Linked DNA regions of Mus musculus: region 2 is linked to region 1. The links are chromatin contacts, called in public Micro-C maps. All regions are on one chromosome and are shown on one strand. Each heading gives the region's core, a stretch centred on a gene start, on an enhancer-like site or on the middle of the called end of the contact. The rest is flanking DNA. Distances are from core to core; before and after follow the strand shown.

Region 1 (3,310 bases), core at 724-3,223:
ATACCCCACTATAGGGGGATGCCTGGGCCAGGAAGTAGTAGTGGGTGGGTTGGTGAGCAAGGGGAGGGTGGATGGGATAGGTGGTTTTCGGAGGGGAAACCAGGAAAGGGGATAACATTTGAAATGTAAATAAAGAAAATATTTAAAAGAAAGAAAGAAAGAAAGAAAGAAAGAAAGAAAGAAAGAAAGGAAGAAAGAAAGAAAGAAAGAGAGAGAGAGAGAGAGAGAGAGAGAGAGAGAGAGAGAAAGAAAGGAAGAAAGAAAGAAAGAAAGAAAGAAAGAAAGAAAGAAAGAAAGAAAGAAAGAAAGAAAGAAAGAAAGGAAGGAAAGGTGATCCATGAGTCAAGATCAAGTTTACCCCCTTTCTTTGGTTTGTTTACAAAAACATGTACATCCTAAATAAAGCAGGGTGCTGTTGCTCCCAACTATAAACCCAGGCCTGGGGAGGAGGAGACAGGACACTGAGTTTGTACTGAATTTGAGGAATGCCTCTGCTGTCTACACAATGAGTTTCAGGCCAGCCTGGACTATATGTAGAGGACGCAACTTTCCTCAAAACAAAATCTAATAACCCAACTGTTGTTTTTAGCCAAGCCTGGTGGGTGACTCTACCAGTAGTCGTTAGAGTCTGTAGAAGAAAGAAGCAAACAATTCAAGGCTACCCTAGGATTCACAGGGACAGTCTATTTTAATAAGAAAAACAAATTAATCAGAAGAATTATTAAGGAAAGGTGAAAAAAATCCCCTTTATTGAAAGGGAATCAAAGGGAGAAAAATTCAAACCATCATTCATAATCTCATTCATTCATTCATTCATTCATTCATAGAGCTAAGGTTTTCTGTAAAGCTAAGACAAAAACAAACAAAAGACTCAAGTTCAAAGCCACCAGGAAGTACATAAACAGACCTCAAAAGAAAAATTTTAAAATAGCAAAATACACTACAGACAATCAAGTTTTAAGGTAGTATTCTAGAATCACACTGTGAGGCAGATGACAGTTCCCATCTGTAACCCTAGCATTCATGAAGCTGAGGCAGGAGGATAGTGTAATCAGGGCTACCCTGGGCTCTTGTAACAGAGAAAAACAACAACAAACTATAGCCTAACCCAAGCATGGTGGCAGACACCTGTGGCTAGAGTAGTTTGGAGATTGCAAAAGGACGGCTGCCTCAAGGGGTAAGCAGGTCTCTAGAGATTTCCAGGGCGGCCAGTGAGAGAGAGAGAGAGAGAGAGAGAGAGAGAGAGAGAGAGAGCGAGCACCAGAAGAAGAATAATCAGGATTTTGAGGCAAGCCTATTATATAGTCAGTCAGAGGCCAGAAGGCTTACATAAAACCCTGACTGAAAAACAAGGAATCCAGAGCACACCATTGGTTAGGGATCCAAATGATGTAGCTGGGCTTAGAATGACTAAAGGCAAAATGTGCCAGGTCCCACCATTCGGAAGACTGTCTAGCAACTGAAACTCATTACTGCTAGTGGAAAGGCGTAACATCATTGTGAGTCAGCAATTCCACCCCCATCTATCCAGGACAAGTGAAAGCATATGTTCTGTCCCTCTTCATGTAAGACTGGGAATAAAAATGCTCATAGTAGACTCCATAGTCGGGAAAGAAACAATTCAGGTGTCAATCAAAAAGAAGGCTGGATAAACACAAGGAAGTGTATTTAACAATGGGACACTGCTCAGGAAGAAATCCTTGTAGTAAAGACAAGAGGAAACTGCAGAAACTGTTGGTGTCCCACTTCAGTGAGGAAGACAAGAAGAATGACTTTGGATCAGGAAACTGTCTCTAAAATATGACATCAGGAGCTGGGGAGGTGGCTCAGTGGTTGGAAAGCGCTTGATTTGGAAGAGGATCCACGTGGTGGCTCACAACCATCTGTAACCCCGGCCCCAGGCAATGCCATCCTCTTTATCCCTCCAAAGGCACCAAGCGCACATGTGGCACACACTTGCAAAACACCCACACACACTTTTTAAAAAAGAGCTCAGGCAATAGCTGGGCTTGTCTGCACACGCCCTTAACCTCAGCACTCTGAAGGCAGAGGCAGGAAGCTCCAAGTTTGATTGAGACTAGCAGGGTCTTTATGTTGAGAAACCATCTCAAAACCCAAGAGGTAAATGGCATAAAATGAAATGTAAAACCCTTGTCGAACTGTGAGGTGTGGTGGAGAATACCTGTAATCCCGTCAAGACTTCAGGGGAAGGCATTGGATCCCCAGGAGCTGGAGTGGTTGTGAGTGAGGCAGCTGACATAGATAGGGACAGAGAATTCAGCAGGAAGCGCTCACAACCACTGAGACGGCTCCCTCCCTCGCAGTAATTTCTTTTTTCTCCTTTTTTGGGTAAGATTTATTTATTATTATATGTAAGTACACACTGTACTATCTTCAGACACACCAGAAGAGGGCGTCAGATCTCATATGGATGGTTGTGAGCCACTGTGGTTGCTGGGATTTGAACTCAGGACCTTCGGAAGAGCAGTCAGTGCTCTTACCTGCTGAGCCATCTGACCAGCCCGATTTCTTTTTTAAGAAAGACTATTGCCACACACTGCAAGCTGGATTTGAAATCACAGTCATCCTCCTGTCCCATCCTTCCAAGTGCTTGATTTATAGACATACAGCAACAGACAAGATTTGTATCATTTCATTTATATGAGATATCTGAGAGAAAACCCCACAAAACAGACAGGTTAGTGACCACTGTGGGTTAAGGTAGATGGAAGACTTGTAGGCAGCAAGAGCTAAGGTGCTGGAGTAATAAAAATATTTTTAAATTGAGCATGATGATACAATTGTAAATATAGTAAAAGCTACAGGATTGTGTGTGTGTGTGTATGTGACGAGAGAGAGAGTGTGTGTTGTAAATTATATTGCAATAAAGGCAGCAAGAAAAACAACTTATAATCCAAGTATCTTAAGAAAAAGAAAGAGGGGCTGGTGAGATGGCTCAGCGGTTAAGAGCACCGACTGCTCTTCTAAAGGTCCTGAGTTCAAATCCCAGCAACCACATGGTGGCTCACAACCATCCATAACAAAATCTGATGTTCTCTTTTGAAGTGTCTGAAGACAGCTACAGTATACTTACATATAATAAATAAATAAATATTTAAAAAAAAAAGAAAAAAAAAGAAAAAGAAAGACAGGGCTGGCGGGATGGCTCAGTGGGTAAGAGCACTGACTGCTCTTCCCAGCAACCACAAGGTGGTTCACAACCACCCATAATGAGATCTGCCATCCCCTTCTTGTGCATCTGAAGTCAGCTACAGTGTACTTATGTATAATAATAAATAAATATGTTGGC
Region 2 (3,194 bases), core at 406-2,905, 36 kb after region 1:
GCTCAGCTCAGGATGGTTGGTTCACTTGGAAAGAGTTGTGGGGGTGGGGAAGACAGGGAATCCTTTTTGTTTGTTTGTTTTTTTTGGGTTTTGTTTTGTTTTTTCGAGACAGGGTTTCTCTGTGTAGCCCTAGCTGTCCTGGAACTCACTCTGTACACCAGGCTGGCTTCGAACTCAGAAATCCGCCTGACTCTGCCTCCCGAGTGCTAGGATTAAAGGCGTGCGCCACCACGCCCGGCTGAGTCAGGGAATCCTTATCGCTGCTCCAGCATTAAGTCTTTCTTAAAGTCACATTAATTTTAGTGGGTCAGAAACGTACCCAGTTCAGTTCCCAAAGGGCAACTGGAGCCGGACACTTCTTTCCTGACTCATTCCTGTGGATTAATGGGCGAACACTGGAGGTGAAGGAGAGAGTAAGAGAAAGGGGAAGTTGCTTTTTCAGACTGGTCTCACCATGCAGCCCTAGCTGCCCTGAAACTCACGGAGATCTCTATGCCTTTACCAACCCAGCGCTGGAATAATCATAGGCGAGCACACCCCTCCGGAAAAAGGAAGATTTGCTTCCCTACCCCGCGGAGTAGGCGGTGGTCTCTTCAGCCCAGGCAGGGACCGCGAGCTCCCGGAGCTCACGTGCAGCACGATAAGTCTTAGGCACTCACTCTGCCGCTGCGAGCACACGTACGCCCTCAATCCCCTCTCCAGGATCCCAGAACCAGTCAGTAGCATTCCAAAAACTTGCGTTTCGGCGCTGGCAACATATCCTACTTTCTTGCTTCTTCTTGAACCTCCCAATTCCGGACCAGCCTTTCCCAGACCTCCAGGTCCCCTGCACTCCCGAAGTGGCTCCCAGCAACCCCTTTCTAGGGTTCATCCGCGAAGGATGGGGTACGTCTCAAACGCGTGAGACACTTCTGAACCCGACAGCTCGCGCTCCCCACTCCTCGCTGGCAAAAGCTATCGCCTCCCTACAGGCAGACTCCCAGACTTTCTAAGAACTCCTGTCTGGGGACCTCCCAGAGGCCATACATGCGTTTCCCCTACAGGATCTCCAGTTGATGCCAAGTCTGGAGGTCCCCATGCGAACCGATCCTAGCCAGGGCTAACTAAACTTTCTGGGGAGCGCTGTAAGGTCCCCCGCGAGCATTGTTAGTCACCCGCCACGAAAGACCCGGAGCGGCCCGGGATAGGGGGTCGTGGCGCGGAGTTGACTCGCACGAGTCATCACCAAGCATCGCGGCGTGCAAAGTCCTAGCCCGATCGAGATCCGCCCCCCAGCTCCGTCCCGCCACGGAGTAGTACCCTCTCCCAACTCCCCGGCTCTTTGCTGCCGCCCCAGCTCACCCTAAACTGCCTCTGGATCCCAGGGCAGCGCGGGTCACCCCTGCTAGAAGCCTGCACCAATCCTTGGACAAACTTTCCAGCGGGTCTTGGTCCGTGCAACTTTGGAGCCTGAGGCTCCGGCACGCGCCAAGGAGTTCAGGCGGGCCTAGGATGGACACTTACCATCCGGCACGGTCAGGGCCCGAGCACCCGGGTTGGGGAGCTGCTCCGCGAATGTTCCCGTAGAAGAGGCAGGTAGAGGTACATGACCAGGGAGGGAGAGGACGTCCAGGGGCGAATACAGACCCCGGGATTGTACAAACCAGTTGCAGAGTGCAGTGTTCCACGAGCGGAGTGCGCGGGTACTCCCAGCCAGGTCAGCCCTCGCCCCCCCCCAGAGCAGCGGTGTCTCCCCAGTACAGACCTCTAGGAGTGTAGCTGGGGCACAGCCTTTGCTGGACCCTGTACCGCTGAGCGAGAGGCAAAATGCGAGCTGGATTTTCCCAAATCGGAGCCGGACTCCTCTCGACCCTTCTCCTGTCCACTCCTTCCTAGGCTTTCCTGAAATTCCGCCCGCGCTCCCTCCCCTTTTTTCTTAGGTCAAAGGAGTGTTGAAATCTACAGGTCACCATCTCTTTCAGTGATGGGAGTCAGAGTATCTCTAATCAGATGGGAGTAAAGGTATCTCGAAAACGAATGTTTCCAGAAGCGAGTCGGGTCATCCAGGTGACATCCTAGAGGTGTCAAACCAACTTCAAGACCAAAGAGAAATCAAATTAGCTTTGATTTTTTCCCTACATCTTTATTTTGATTAGCCATTGACTGCGGACTCATTAGTGATCATAATCACTTTATAGGAAATGGAAATACAGTAAGAGAGAAATTCCTGCCATGAGGTTCAGGCTTGACTTTAACTAGGCATATCCCAAGGTAAGATAGCTTTCTCTTCTTCCAGAAGTCTGCCCTTAGACAAGGAAATCTACTGCTTCAGGTGGAAGGGAGAAAACTGGCTTGTGGCTTTACACTCCACTCCCCCAATTCCATACCTGAACTGTGGTATATAAATGTCCCTCGATAGCCTAGCAGATGCCTTTAATCCCAGGACTTGGGGGGCAGAGGCAAGTGGATTTCTGAATTATAGGCCAGTCTGGTTTACAAAGTGAGTTCTAGGACAGCCAGGGCTATACAGAGAAATCCTGTCTCAAAAAAACAAAACAAAATAAAACAAATAAATGTCCCTAGATTGTTCGGAGAAATAGTCCCAAACTGTCAAGCTTACACCCTAAATAAATCCTTTAAATGTATTCTTAACTAGGTACCAGCTATAACGGGTTTGTTTGTTTAGCTTTTAAAAGTCTCTGTGTAGCCCAGGCTGCCCTCAAAGGCAGGAATCTTCCAGCCACAGCCTTTCCAGTGCTGGGATTATAAAGTAACCTGATTGGAGGTCAGAAATGCACTTCTAGCTGAGTTCTGCTCAGAGGTGAAGACTGAGGCCTCAATTTAATCTTTGCAATAGAAAAAAGCAAACCTGGCTCTCTCTTTTTTTCTTTATTTTTCTTTCATTCCCTTTCTCTATTAGATTTTGACCTTGAACTGATTCTCCTTCCCATACCTATAAAGTGCGAGAAATATTGACAGATAAGTTTTTAGACAAATAAGACAAAACACTCTAGCAAAACCAGGCAAACATCTCTTTTCCCAGCCAGCCTTAATAGAGTGAGACCCTGTAATAGTTTTTTAAGATTTTATTTATTTATTTTATATATATGACAAGTACACTAGAGCTGTCTTCAGACACACCAGAAGAGGGCATCTGATCCTGTTACAAAAGTTGTGAGCCACACTATGTGGTTGCTGGGAATTGAACTCAGGAC

The links. Hi-C and Micro-C count contacts between places; a contact is called where the count stands out from the background.
Region 2: a contact with region 1 is called in a Micro-C map of palatal mesenchyme, with 1.6 times the contacts expected there. The contact joins the promoter of Tet1 here to the enhancer-like site in region 1. A contact is called at or near these places in 7 of 39 promoter capture datasets (3T3-L1-derived adipocytes, cranial neural crest, embryonic stem cells and 2 more), 2 of 15 datasets of contacts at CTCF or cohesin (CD8 T cells and the NIH/3T3 cell line), 67 of 484 Hi-C or Micro-C datasets (B cells, the C2C12 cell line, CD4 T cells and 36 more), 18 of 115 datasets of contacts at active chromatin or transcription factors (the HPC-7 cell line, bone marrow-derived macrophages, cardiomyocytes and 9 more) and 2 of 9 other capture datasets (adipose tissue and pancreatic islet).

What each region holds. Positions count from the first base shown.
Region 1 is chr10:62,849,773-62,853,082 of GRCm38.p6, forward strand. The region is part of intron 3 of Tet1 (tet methylcytosine dioxygenase 1); the gene reads right to left. Among named protein-coding and RNA genes, the nearest start is that of Gm51805, 14 kb to the right of the region's middle. Within about 2 kb of position 1,974, at least 76 of the 459 cell types and tissues checked have an H3K27ac peak or open chromatin away from gene starts, as enhancers often do. A contact at or near this core is called in the C2C12 cell line, CD8 T cells, the HL-1 cell line and 9 more, where this site is marked.
Region 2 is chr10:62,885,669-62,888,862 of GRCm38.p6, forward strand. It overlaps Tet1 (tet methylcytosine dioxygenase 1), which reads right to left and starts at 1,656. Exons shown (of 13, transcript NM_001253857.2): 1 at 1,504-1,656. All of the region lies in intron 2 of Gm51805 (a long non-coding RNA gene), which reads left to right.